Regions from separate parts of the Mus musculus genome. Here region 1 is linked to region 2. Evidence: chromatin contacts called from public HiChIP or PLAC-seq data. All regions are on one chromosome and are shown on one strand. Each heading gives the region's core, a stretch centred on a gene start, on an enhancer-like site or on the middle of the called end of the contact. The rest is flanking DNA. Distances are from core to core; before and after follow the strand shown.

Evidence for each region. HiChIP or PLAC-seq counts read pairs in DNA pulled down with a chosen protein or histone mark.
Region 1: a contact with region 2 is called in an HNF4G HiChIP or PLAC-seq map of pancreatic cancer cells. The contact joins the promoter of Ybx2 here to the promoter of Kif1c in region 2. A contact is called at or near these places in 1 of 39 promoter capture datasets (cranial neural crest) and 1 of 115 datasets of contacts at active chromatin or transcription factors (pancreatic cancer cells).

The regions. Positions count from the first base shown.
Region 1 is chr11:69,934,381-69,941,244 of GRCm38.p6, forward strand. It overlaps Ybx2 (Y box protein 2), which reads left to right and starts at 1,519. Exons shown (of 9, transcript NM_016875.3): 1 at 1,519-1,868; 2 at 2,517-2,580; 3 at 3,962-3,995; 4 at 4,858-4,947; 5 at 5,494-5,778; 6 at 5,948-6,051; 7 at 6,210-6,387; 8 at 6,666-6,750; 9 at 6,846-6,864. The coding sequence starts at 1,595. The coding sequence ends at 6,716.
Region 2 is chr11:70,695,092-70,701,938 of GRCm38.p6, forward strand. It overlaps Kif1c (kinesin family member 1C), which reads left to right and starts at 5,457. Exons shown (of 23, transcript NM_153103.2): 1 at 5,457-5,618. It overlaps Inca1 (inhibitor of CDK, cyclin A1 interacting protein 1), which reads right to left and starts at 5,064. Exons shown (of 7, transcript NM_001252484.1): 1 at 4,967-5,064; 2 at 773-857. The coding sequence starts at 816.

The sequences.
Region 1 (6,864 bases), core at 269-2,768, 760 kb before region 2:
CACCGCCAGAGCTCACTTGGGGAGCGCGGACAAACTCAGCGGCTCACTCGTGCTACTCCCAGTGGGATAAATATGATCTCTGTTTAGTGTCGCCCATGTCCTCTCATGTGAAGGAGGCGGCCCTCGGAAAGAGTGACTTAGAGCCGTCTGCAGATTGGGAACCAACACTTATTCTGATCGGTGATGCGTTGTTCCAGGTGCTGAGACAAAAGAGTTACTGCTGTGGCGTTTACTGCCTAATGTGTGTTCAGAACATTAAAGGAAATAAAGGGTCAAAACCATTTCATATTTTTTAAAAAGTCACGATAAGATAGGTTAGTTGATACTTGAAGAGACACTCCTCCCACCCCCGGCCACGAGACGCAAAGATAGCAAGTTTTAAGCAAACAGCTTATACAAAGCTGGTCCTGCAATCCTGAACCTAAGAAAATCTGAAGTACTTGATGGGAGACACCAGAACTGCGGCAAGAGGGTCAGGAGGCCAGAGAAGGCTTAAAAGGACTTTCCTGGAGCAAAAATAACGAACTTTAGTTTGTTTAACACATGAGCTCTACCTGGCCTCAACTAGTGAATCTTCCTTCCTTGGCTTTCAGAGTGCTGGAATTACAGGTGCTATCTACCATACATAACCTATAAAGAAGGTATCTTAGGGTGTTGGCTACATGTATGGATATTTTATTAAAACTAAGAAAAGAGCTGCGCTTTGTTCTAAATCTGTAAATGTTGCTTTGTTTCTTTTTTTCTCATTTCTTGAGACATTGCCTCTCAGTGTAGCCCAAACTGTCCTGGAACTCACTATATGATCCAAGCTGACTTCGAACTCAGTAAGGCTGCACTGGGGAGGCGAAAGCAAGAGGATCAGGAGCTCAAGGCCAGGCTGTGCTACACAGACCTTGTTTCAAAACATAAAAACGAGAGGTTTCTGCTTGTGACAGCCACTGTGCCTGCCCTGGAGTGTGCGTGGACGTTCTGTGTGGGAAGGTACCCAGGGCGGTAGTGGGTGGAGAGTTCGGGCACCGACCGTCTGAAGAGTGGAGGTCAGCGGGCCCCCCTCACTGCAGAACCGCGGCTGCCGGCCGCTACCCCCACCCGGGTCGTCAGGGGCAACCTTGGAGGCTCGCCCCGGCCCCGCCTTGCGCACAGAAACCAGGTGGCCGTTGAGGCGCCACCAGCCGGTTTGATTTCCCGCGGCCGGTGGAAAGGGGCGGAGGGGGAGGGGAAATGAGCCATTAGCCAATGGGCTGGGCCGAGGGCATCACGTGGCGGCGGGGAGGTGGGGCTCAGGTGTACTTACGGAGTTGCGGGAGGGGGCCGCAGCTTTAGAGCGGAGTCCGGGAGGCGGGGCTGGCGTGCGGGCCTGGGGGGCTGCGCGGCTACGATTGGCCGGCGGCCGGGAGGCGGGACCTGAGCGCGCCGCTTCAGCCGACTGCGATTGGCCTCGGCTCAGGGCCCGCGGCAGGCGTGCGGGCGAGGCTCGGGGCGCGAGGACCGAGCCGGGTGGCCGGTCCGCGAGCCGGGGGGAGGGGCCGGGGTGGTGGTGGTGGCAGCGGCGGAGGAGGCGGTGGCGGCGGGGGCCGGTACTGGACCCGGCGGGATGAGCGAGGCGGAGGCGTCAGTGGTGGCGACAGCGGCCCCCGCGGCGACGGTGCCCGCGACGGCGGCGGGGGTGGTAGCGGTGGTGGTACCGGTGCCCGCGGGAGAGCCGCAGAAAGCAGGCGGCGGGGCGGGCGGCGGGGGCGGAGCCGCCTCTGGCCCCGCTGCTGGGACCCCCTCAGCGCCCGGCCCTCGCACCCCTGGCAACCAGGCGACGGCGGCCTCGGGGACTCCCGCGCCCCCGGCCCGGAGTCAGGCGGACAAGCCGGTGCTGGGTGAGGGGGGGGCACGCGCTAGGGCGGCTCTCAGGGTCGGCGGGCTGGGGGAGGGGCAGCGGGGTCTGGAAAGCCGAAGGTAGGCCTGGCCCGAAGGACTAATCATAACTAGTCCCGGAGCTGCCGAATAAACTATTAGTGGATTCCGCTGGAGGGAAATCTTGCCGCACCTTCATGAGCCGGAGGGCGGGGCAGGCAGGTTCAGCTAAGGCTTTGGGTAGGAAAATAAAAACCTCCGGGTCTGGCCACACCCCTGTTTGCGGGATACTTGGTGTAGTTGACTCCGGTTCTTGTTAGGTAAACCTCTGAGCTTGGGAGGCAGGTGGATGGGGTCTCTTAAATTTAGGAGGGCTAGAACGGCTGTTGAGTTTTGACCCTGAGGGTGGACCAGGTGAGTACCCGGTTCTAGGTGAAAGACCTGAACTCCGTAGGATGTGAGGAACGTGGGTTTGAGAGCCTGAAACCCCCCTGTGTGTTTTTCCACTTAGAAAGAGGGTTAAGAGTACTTTGACACTTCCAGCGAAGTCTGGTTGACTCGCAGCTTATTAGGGAGGCAGGTTAGGTTTTAGCTTAGTTTTCTCTCAAAACTCAGCCCAACTCCCGTCTCTTCCCCCATCTTACTATCCCCACTGCATCTCTGCCTGGCAGCAATCCAAGTCCTGGGCACAGTCAAATGGTTCAACGTCCGGAATGGTTACGGATTCATCAACAGGTATCCGAGGAACCCAGGGAGGGGGAGGAACGGGTGTCTTTTTCCGAACTGACCTGTGGGATTGGACACCTTATTTCATCTCTACCCCTGCCAAGGCACATGGTTGTGATGTCCAGCTGAGGCTAGTTGAAAGTCTTTAACCACAACACAAATGTATGCTTACTGGCAAGGAGAGGCTGCACCCACATCTTCAAGGGCAGCAGAGGCTTAATGATCCAGGAACTTGGCAAACCTGCCCCTGACCTTCCCAGCTCTTCTGTCTCACCTTCTGGAGTTGCTGCATTATTTTTAGCATGCTGTGTGCCTTTGGGGTAGAATGTTTGGGGCTCCTGGTTGGAGTCCTCACTGATTTCCTGGTTTAGGGCAACACTACTGGCACCCTCACAACTTCTATCCCTTAAAGAGCTGTGGCTCATTTGAACCACGCACCACCCACCCCTAAAGGATAGAACTGAAGCTGGTGTGTGCGGAGCAAGAGAGCGCCTGCCCAGGCTGAGAAGGCTTTGCTTCAGCTGCAGCCCCACCCCTTCCAAGCTCTGGGAAAGGCTGGAGCAGATTCTGACCTAGTAGAGCCAGCACCCCCCCCACACACCCCACCCCCCGCCCCCTACTCTGGCCTTCCCCTGCTCAGGCACCCTGCCCAGCCAAGCCCTCCTGGGAGCCTCAGTTCCCTCTTTACAGGCTGACCTTTGTGCAGATCCAAGTTCTTTAAAACTAGAACATTTGTTCTAGGGATGGCAGCTTCCTGCAAGGAGTCCTCCTCTCCCCTGTCCTGGGACTAAACCAGAGTCATAGGCAAGGTGGTGACAGAGACTGAGAGTATGTCCTTTCGCCCTTGTTCAGCTTGTGTGGAGAGCTTGTGGTTCTCTAGGCTAAGGGCGGCTAAGGCTTTGTGTCTGGTTGCAGAATGCTCCTAATGTCGTGTTCTCTTCTCACAGTTGTATACCCCTGTCCCTGTCCCTGCTTTCTCCCTCCTTGAACATAGAAGGAAGGAGCCTGTGGAATTTTCCAACCCCAACAGGGGTTGGAGGGAGAAGGGGACATTGGCCAGGGACGGTTGGACCTGGCACCAGCAGGTTCTGAGGTGCCTCTGGGGTAGAAGGTGACGCTGTCCTGGCTCCTTCAAGGTGCCTTTACCACCACCTCCTACCTTTTCTTAGGAAGTCCACGCCCCTCACTGTGGATTTACAGTGGGCCTCTCTTTGTACCAGCTTTTAGAGCCCTGGTGGCTTGCTGTTCTTGCTCCCAGGGTCCCATCATGCCCCCAGGAACTGGGGTAGTGGAGAGGCTGGGCCCATCTTGGGGATGGGCAGCTAGGGAGGCCTCGGTGGAACTGAGTGCCTTGCCCATCACCCCCTTAACAACCCATCCTGTTCTGCAGGAATGACACCAAGGAGGATGTCTTTGTTCACCAGGTAAGAGCTAGGCTGCCTTTCTGAGGGGAGGCTTCTCCCTCTCTGGAAGCCTTTGCCATAACCCTAGCTGCACACAATGTATTTCTCTGGCTCCTCACAGTAGCCTGCCTATAGCTGGCTTCCCAGCTGCCTCAGGTGCCTGTATGAACCACCATTAACCCAACTTTCATTGAGTTGCTAAACAGCTGTCAGAGGTGTGTGTGCTGCCCTCAGGGCATGGCATGCCCACCACCTCCTGGGACCTGTTAACACCACAGGAAGGAATCAGGCAATTTTCTGAGGGAAAGGCCAGAGACACTTGGGTGCAGTGAGTCTCAGTGTGTTCTGTGGGCCAGCAGCAGCATCACCTGAATCCTCAGGCCCCGCCCCAAGCCACTGAATTAATCCGCCTCGGGGCGGGGCGGGGCCTGGGCACTCAGTTTTGACCCGCTCCCAGGTGATTCTGATGCTAGTTTGAGAACCACTGCTGTGGTGGAAGTGCTCGGTGGGATCGAGGTAAGAAGCACAGCACGTTTCACCCACTTTGCAACTTGAGATGTTCTTCAGCCTGTTTTGCTCCTGAGTTCCTACTGCCTCCATGTCTTGAAGTCCTTGAGGGGTACAGTGGGGAGGAAGGACATCTTGGGGATAGCGGCTCCCTCAGACCTCTAGCTCTTGACTTTGCCCTACTAATATATCTCTGTCTTGTGGAGCTGTGCTCCAGGCCCTCCCCCTCCCCCTTTGACCATTTTCATGCTCTGCCCTCCAGCCCTAGACTCCAATAAAATGTCACCAAGAGTGGAGTTGGGTGGAGGCTGAAGCTGGTCCAAGGGATCCTGGCTTTGCTGCCCTCACCTTTCTCATGACTTTTCCCCCCAACCAGACAGCTATTAAGAGAAACAACCCCAGGAAGTTTCTGCGGAGTGTTGGAGATGGGGAGACTGTGGAGTTTGATGTCGTGGAAGGAGAGAAGGTTTGGGTGCTGCTGTGGGGTGGAGTTGGCCAGAACTGTGGGAGGGTGGCCTGGAGGTCAGCCGAAGCTCTGGCCCTCCTGGGACCAGCTCTGCCTCTGCCTGTGAACGCTAGAGCTGCTCTAGGACATGTCCTAAAGAACCCATCCCTGTCACCAGCCAGTAACATGTGGGTTTCTTCTCTTTAGTTCACCAAGCACTTCCATGTCTGTTTTCTACACGGGACCCCAGCCCTAACAGGACCCTCAGTCAGTCCTCTGGAATGAAGGAGGGACAGTGGCTCTCTCTATCTCATCCTGTCCTGTCTTTACACTCTGGGGGGAATGTGGCAGTTATTTCTAAGGACAAGTTGTTTCTTCTCAGATGGGTACAAACTCTTTCTGCTGCCCCTCGGGGGAGGGGACAAAGGAGGAGTGGTTTTGAGGAGTGATAGGGTAGAGGACTTGGGCCTGAAGAAGTGGGACACCAGTGATCTGGCAGGTTTGTAAGTACTGTGTGTGTGTGTGTTGTCAGAACAGGTTCTGATTGCTCCCCCTCTACCTCCCCAGGGTGCAGAAGCTGCTAATGTCACTGGGCCTGGGGGGGTACCAGTGAAGGGCAGCCGCTATGCCCCTAATCGACGTAGGTTCCGGAGGTTCATTCCTCGGCCTCGCCCAGCTGCCCCACCACCTATGGTGGCAGAGGCTCCCTCAGGTGGGACAGAACCTGGCAGCGAAGGGGAGCGGGCAGAGGACTCGGGGCAGCGACCTAGACGACGGCGCCCACCACCCTTCTTCTATCGAAGGCGGTTTGTGCGAGGCCCTCGGCCCCCCAACCAGCAACAGCCCATAGAGGTGAGAGGAGAGTTGCAGCCGGGGAGGCTAGTTCTCTTACATTATGGAAAGAAGTTGGGGAGTTGTGAGGGCAGAGACTGTGGTCCTCACAGGAAGTAGAACGAAGAGCAAGGAAGCTCCAAAGACATCAGGCGTTCCACAGCCCACCTAGGCCTTTGTGTATTCCCAGGGCTCTGATGGGGTAGAACCCAAGGAGACAGCACCATTGGAGGGTGATCAACAGCAGGGAGATGAACGGGTGCCCCCACCCAGATTCCGGCCCAGGTACCGAAGGTAAGACTGTTGTTTTGTCTTCCCCTTCAGGGTCCAGTGTTGGGCCTGTGTGAAATGACAAAAGTTCTAGAGCCTGGAACAGATGGGGACAAACCAAGGAATCCTGGGAAGGGAGTCTGCCCAATTCTCTGATCCTGTCAGCTTGTTTCTCTTTCTAGGCCTTTCCGCCCCAGGCCACCCCAACAGCCTACCACAGAAGGTGGGGATGGAGAGACCAAGCCCAGCCAAGGCCCCACTGATGGCTCCCGGCCTGAGCCCCAGCGTCCACGAAACCGTCCCTACTTCCAGCGGCGTCGGCAGCAGCCCCCTGGCCCCCGGCAGCCTATAGCCGCAGAGGTGAGGGTCTTGGTACTTTCTGTCCTTTTGCACCTCTACTTTCCTTGTCCCTGTCCCTCTGGCATCCTCCCTGGCCCACCCCTGGCTGGCATTACTCACCAGGAAACCCCTATGCAGGCAAGTCAAGCCCAGGGTGCCTTTGCATGTCCCATCCCCATGCCCATCTTTGGGGTGTGAAGTGTGAGAACTGGTTGGAAGGGATGAGAAGAGGAAAGTTAAGAAAAGGTTGAAGTAGGGGGCTGTAAACAAGTAAGTCTCAGTTCACCACTGCTCTTCAGACCTCCGCGCCTATCAACAGTGGGGACCCCCCCACCACCATACTGGAGTGATTCCAACTCAGAGGACACCCAGAGCTACCATCTGGTGAGTGCTACATCTCACCAAGAGCCGGAGAGGGGGAGGGGTGGTGGATTCTGCCAAGTGACCCTTTATGATTGGTCTCCCTCTCTTTCTCTTAGGTATCTGCCAGTTTCCAAC
Region 2 (6,847 bases), core at 4,207-6,706:
GCTTGTTCACTGCCTAGCTTAAACTTTCTATCCATTCCTACCATCTTTAGAATAAAAATACAAAAGTTTGCCTATTGCCTATAAGGTTTTATATGAACTGGTTTTAACTCTCTTAACTTTGTTCATATTTTCTTCAGTTAGTACATTTTAATTACATTGGCCTAACCTGTTATTAGAGCATACCCAGTTTATTTCATTTTGAATCTACTTCTACACACTTGTTTTCTACAATGAGCCTAACCTTTTATCTCCTGTTTTCCATCACTCTATACTTAGTTATCTTTGTGTAGTTCTCCTAACTAGCTGTAATGATGCTTGTCTATACATTGTCTATACATTCTGTTCTACCACTAGCTTTGTGAGAGGAGGACCATGGTCTTACTAACTGTTGAGTCCTTGATACCTAATACAGTTCCTAGACCATTACCGTATCCAAAAACCAGTTTGCTGGGGCTAGAGAGCTGACCTATGGTTAAAAGCACCATGCTGCTAGTGAGTTTGTTTCTTGCACCATGTCAGCTGGCTCACCCATCCCTTGACTCTAGCTCTACGGCCTCACAATCCTTCTGGTCTCCATCGACAATTTAAAACAATTTATTTATTCATTTATTATTATTATTTATTGTTATTATTAATTATTGAATAAATGAACCTCAATCCCCTAAACACAGGCACTGAAGGTTCCTGCTCTTTTGTACTCCTTTCTGAGAAGAATTCAAACATCTTCCTTCCATCCCATCCTTGTCCTTCCCACCCATTAGGGAGGACTCACTTGGCAAAAGGAAGGATGCTGTCTCCATCTTCCTGACCCTGCATGACTGGACTTGGCTAGGTAGCAAGACTGGATCTCCTTGGTGCTGGGAGGATAATGGGCAATGAGTCATTCACTCGTATAATGGCTGTGGGGACCAGACCATCAACAAATCTAGAGACTGGAAGGGGACTGAACATCCTGAAAAAAAGGAGAGCTTAATAATTCTACGAGAGCCGGGTGTGGTGGCGAACAGATTCAATGCAATCCCCATCAAAATTCCAACTCAATTCTTCAACGAATTGGAAGGAGCAATTTGCAAATTTGTCTGGAATAACAAAAAACCTAGGATAGCAAAAAGTCTTCTCAAGGATAAAAGAACTTCTGGCGGAACTCATTTATGAGTTCGAGGCCAGCCTGGTCTACAGAGTGAGTTCCAGGACAGCCAGGGCTACACAGAGAAACCCTGTCTCGAAAAAACAAACAAACAAACAAACAAACAAAACCAACAAAAAAATAATTCTACGAGAGTCAATAGTGCTGTACTGTTAACTAAACATGTAAAGTTGGAGATGAAGAGATGAAAACAGCAGAAAAGGTGGATGGTGTCGAGGAGAAAAATTTCTGGAGTTCAGGTATAGAGTAAGTGAAGACTACACATACAATTTAAGTTCATTGTAATATAAGATGATGAAACAAAAAGCTGACAGGTGGAGACTGGATGTGCAAAGGCCTTTGGCAATAGTTGGAACAGAACTGGTGATTGAGGACAGAGAAGTGGAGGAAGTCAGGGTTGGTAATATATTGGGAATGAAAGGTTAGTGAAACTGTGGAAAAAATAACAACAAAGGAGAAGGCAGCTGAGACTGTCTACAATTTCAGCAGTGGCTCTCAACCTGTGGGTTGCAATCTTATGGGGGTTGAATGACCCTTTCACAGGGGTCACCTAAGATCATAGGGAAACAGATATTTACATTACAATTTATAACGGAAGCAAAATTATAGTTATGCAGTAGCAACAAAAATAATGTTATGGTTGAGGGTCACCATACTATGAGGAACTGTATTAACGGGTCACAGCTTGGGAGGCTGAGGAGCACTGCTCTACAGTAAAGTGAAAAGAGAAGTTGCACAGACACTTTCTTGAGAAGGTAGTACTCATGCTTGGATGTACACAGTCCTTCTCCTAAGCTCTTCTTCCTTTCAGGATTTACTTTTTATTTATGTGTGTGCTGTGCACCTATATAAGTTTATGTGTACCATGTTCATGCAGGAGCTGGAGAAGGCAGAAAAGGGCTTCTTCTTAATCACTCAGCCAACTCTTCAGCCCTTACCTTGATGCCTATGGTTAAGTCTATTTTAAAACATTCTCTTAGTAACCTCCAACTGTAGGATTGGAAAGATGGCTCAGCGTTTTTTGTTGTTGTTATTTTGTTTTTTGTTTTTGTTTTCTTGGTTTCTCTGTGTAGCCCTGGCTGTCCTGGAACTCACTTTGTAGACCAGGCTGGCCTCAAACTCAGAAATCTGCCTGCCTCTGCCTCCCAAGTGCTGGGATTAAAGGCATATGCCACCACCGCCAGGTGATGGCTCAGCTCTTAAGGAGAGGACCTGAGTTTGGCTCCCAGCACCCACACGGTAGTTCCCAATCATATGTAACTTTTTTTTTTTTTAAGATTTACTTATTATTATACATAAGTACAGTGTAGCTATCTTCAGATGTGCCAGAAGGGGGCGTCAGATCTCATTACAGGTGGTTGTGAGGCACCATGTGGATGTGGTTGCTGGATTTGAACTCAGGATCTTCAGAAGAGTAGTCAGTGCTCTTACCTGATGAGCCATCTCTCCAGCCCCCATCATCTGTAACTTTATCTGACAAGCTCTTCTGATCTCTGTGGGCACCAGGAACACATATGTGCACACAAGAAAAACACATAAAAATGAAATAAATCAATCTAAAATAAAAATTTTAAAAACTGGGCTGGAGAGATGGCTCAGTGGTTAAAAGCACTGACTGCTTTTCCAACCGTCCTGAGTTCAATTCCCAGCAAGTACATGGTGGCTCACAACCATCTGTAACGGAATCTGATGCCCTCTTCTGATGTGTCTGAAGACAGTGACAGGACAGTGTACTCACATACATAAAATAAATAAATAAATCTTAAAAAAACAAAACCAAACCTTCCATCTTTGCTTCATCCAAACAAAACAACAAAAACACCTCAGTTGCACAGAGCCAGCAAAGATGACTTCACAGCTAGCCAAGATGGGTAGGAAGCTAGCTGGTTAAGAATACTAAATATGGGGGCTGGAGAGATGGCTCAGCGGTTAAGAGCACTGACTGTTCTTCTGAAGGTCTTGAGTTCAAATCCCAGCAACCAAATGGTGACTCACAACCACCTGTAATGAGATCTGCCGCCCTCTTCTGGTGTGTCTGAAGATAGCTACAGTGTACTTACATATAGTAATAAATAAATCTTAAAAAAATACTAGATATGGAGAAAGACAGGGGTGTATAATTGTATTAATATTAAAAATGTTAGCTATGAGAGCTGGAGAGATGGCTCAGTGGTTAAGAGTGCTTGCTGCTCTTGGAGAAGACCTGAGTTAGGTTCCCAGCATCCATGTCAGATGGCTTACACGTGTAACTCCTAACTCCCCTCTAGAGGATTTGATACCCTCTTCTGACCTCCACAGGCACCCATACCGGCATACACCCACATGCACAAATATGAGCACATATGTAATTAATTAAGACTATTTTTTTTTCTCTTTTTGAGACAGCATTTCTCTGTGTATCCCTGTCTGACCTGGAACTGGCTCTGAGATCAGGCTGTCCTCAAACTCACAGAGATCTGCCTGCCTCTACCTCCCAAGTGCTGAGATTAAAGGCATATGCCACCACTGCCCAGCTTAAAAATAAAATCTTAAAAAGTATATACTAGATGGACAAATGGATAAAATTGCTTGTTGCCCCATCCTGATGACTTAAATTCAATCTCTGGATCTGATCTCTACACATATGCACACATGAAACACAAAAATACTTAATTATTTTTAAAGAATTCTAGAGAAGTCCAGAAAAATAAAATTAAATAAATGAACAAATACTAGGTAAAAGCCAGGAGTGATATACAGACTTGTAATCCCAAAGGCTCAGGAGACTTAATCTTTGAGTTTTGACTCCAGACTGGTTTAAAACAAGATTTCTGTCCAAAATGAAACAACAAAAAAAAAAGCTGGGGAAGCAATATGACTGCAGTTAAGTGGCAGAGAGCTTGCCGACATGCCCAAGGCCCTGGGACCCTAAACAATAAACTGCCTGGTAAGTTAGGAGTGCATGTTGGCTGGCATAAAGGACAAAATCAGAAAATGTTACAAGCAAAGGTTATCCAAAGAGTGAGCCAGGCATAGTTTTGCAATCCTGTGACCCCAGCATTCAGGCAGCTAACACAGGGTTGAGTGTTTAAGGCTAGCCTGGGGGTAGGGGTTACAAAGAGAGACCCAGTCCATCACAAAACAAAATCAAGGGCAGCTAAACTGAGCTGAGAAATGTTGAGGAAGATTAAAAGCAAAAGGAGTATCTTGAAGTGGCAGATGGTCGAGAGTTGGGCTGTTTAGTGTGAGATCTAAAAAATGGATATCCTGAATTCGTAGGGGGTCTAGAACTAAAGGAGCAATGAGGAATTTGGATGGCTGTGCCTGAGTGGGTGACCTAGATCTAAGGGGTTTAAGGCAGCCAGACGGAATGGATAGTTGACCAGGGGATAGTCAAGACCTTGGCAGCAAGATACAACTAAGAGGGTGGATGGGCATCTGAAAGGTGTCGCCCTGGCTGAGGAGCCTGGTGTTGGGGTAGCCTTACTGGGGGGGGGGGTGGGGGGTGGGGGGGTGGAGAACTAGGTCTAAAGGGGCCAAGGCGACCTCTGGCAGGAAGACTGGGGTCTATAGCCAAATCTTTGGTAATAGGCAGGAAGGCAAAACTGGGGTGGTGAGCTTAGGGACATGGGCAAACCAGGCTGGACAGGCAGGGGTCTCCTTCACCGGCCCTGAGAAGGCAACAGCGGCCTAAGAGGCCACCTGAGCCTGAGGGGCTGACTGGGGCTGACTGGGGCTGACGGGCTGAGGCGGCGGTCCGGGAGTCAAACCAGAAGGCTATCTGAGAAGAGAGCGTCCGTGCGGCTATGTCGGCGACGTCTCTGCATTTGGCCCCATCACCTGAGGCAACTGCGAAGCGAGTTCTGGAACCTCAGGTCGGGCAGGAAGGAGCAGCTCCGTAGTGAGCCCGGTCGCCCCACTTGCCTGGCTCGCCTGAAGGCCGGGCCTGAGGGGGACCGCCTCCTGGGCGTGGTCTGCCATTAAGCCCCGCCCCCTAGGCGCGCCTCTGACGGCGACGACGTGCGCGGCTCCGGCCTAAGTCCCCTCCTGCGTCCGACCTCGCCTTTCCCGACTCCTCAGGAGCGCTAGTTTTCCCACGTTCTGGTGATTTGCTTTCCCTTAGTGTCCGCAACTCAGTTTCCCTGTCTCTGCCCGGCGAGCCCTACTGTCAGAGTGCACTGCCCCTTTAACTAGAGTGACCCGGGTGGCTCCTTCCCGGGACAGCGCGTGCCCGCTCGCCCGTCCGCGCGCGCGCCCGTCCGTCCGTCCCCCGCCCCTCGCTCCCGCCCCAGCTCGCGCTGCCCGGGCGGGCGCCGGCCGCTGGCGCCGCTTCTGCTGCCGCCCCCGGGGCGCGATCCGCCGCCCGCCGCCCGGGGACCCGGCGAGGGGCGGGGGCAGCCCCGAACTGGCCCCCGGTCTCTCCCTCGCCGGTCTTAGGCATCCCAGAAAGTTTGTCCCTTTGCTCTCCGCCGGGGAGTCCTGCCGCGACGAGGTGAGAGCCGGTGGGGGGCAGGGAGGGGACGCCCGCGGAGGAATGCGCTGTGGGGCGGGGAGCCGGAGTTCCGAGGTCCCGATTGCACGACCCGGCCAAGCGGGCTAGGCGCGAGAGCTCGGATCATGTGCTATTTATCCCGCGGAGGCGCAGAGAGGTGCCAGGCCCCGGGCAGCCGTCGGTTGGCTGGACTGGAGGACCAGGAACTCATGGCCGCCCAGAGAGGACAGGCGGGGGCTTGTTGGAGACCTGCCAGTGGGCAAGGTGCAGGTGACCCGAGACCCCCTTTGGAGTCGGTCTGCCCCACCTAGCCTCCTCCCCAGTGCGCCTTTAAAGCAGGACCTGCAGACCCTGCACCTACTCCCTATATCTTTACCCCGCTGTACCCTATTCTTGCCACCCAATTCCTTGTTTTCTTAGCTTCGGACGAGTCATATTGCCTGTCCACCCTGGTGCCCTTCCCTCCCCTAGTTAGGGTTTTGGGGGTCAGGACTAGTCTTCCTGAGCCAGTCTCTGTGATTTCGGCTACTCCCTTCCTGTGGTGGGATAAACCAGCCCCTTCACTCCTCCCCTGCTCTGCCTAGGAAGGCTGGGGAGGTGAGGCCCAAATAGCATGACAGAAATTGGCGGTCTTTGGGGGCTACAGGTGGGAGTGCAGCATCGTTGATCTCTTTCTTTTTTTCTTTTTCTTTTTGAAGTCTTCACCCTGCTATCCGTGGGCGTGGGCTGCTTAGACTCTCCTCCTAGGGTGTGGGCACCCGGATCACCCACATTCCTAGGCTGCAGCCTGGCACTTTCCCCAGGCTAGTGGACGCCATAGCACTAGCCCCAGGTTGGGTTAGGACCAACCTGTTTCCTTTTCCCTTGGCTTTCCTTTCATGAAGCCCCCCTCCTTGGGTGTAGCCCCCCCCCTGAAGATACAGGTATTCTGGGTCTCCCTGCGAGGAGTCCTGGGGGGGGTGTTGATATTATGCATACAGGATGACCCCACCCTCCCCTGCCCATTGTCCTGGATCCTGAGGAGGAAGTACTGGGGGCTGGGCAAGGGGTTTGGGGATCACCAGCAGGCCCTGTGAGTCCTTGTTACAGGCTGTTCCACTAGCCCTTGGACTTTGCCAATCAGTAGTGGCCCTGCCTCGTGTGGGGGTTGTCAGCTCTATGTGAGAATTGCCGACCCTGGAGAAGAATTACAGATTCCAGTTTTATGACTGGGTTTTTTTGTCTCCTCT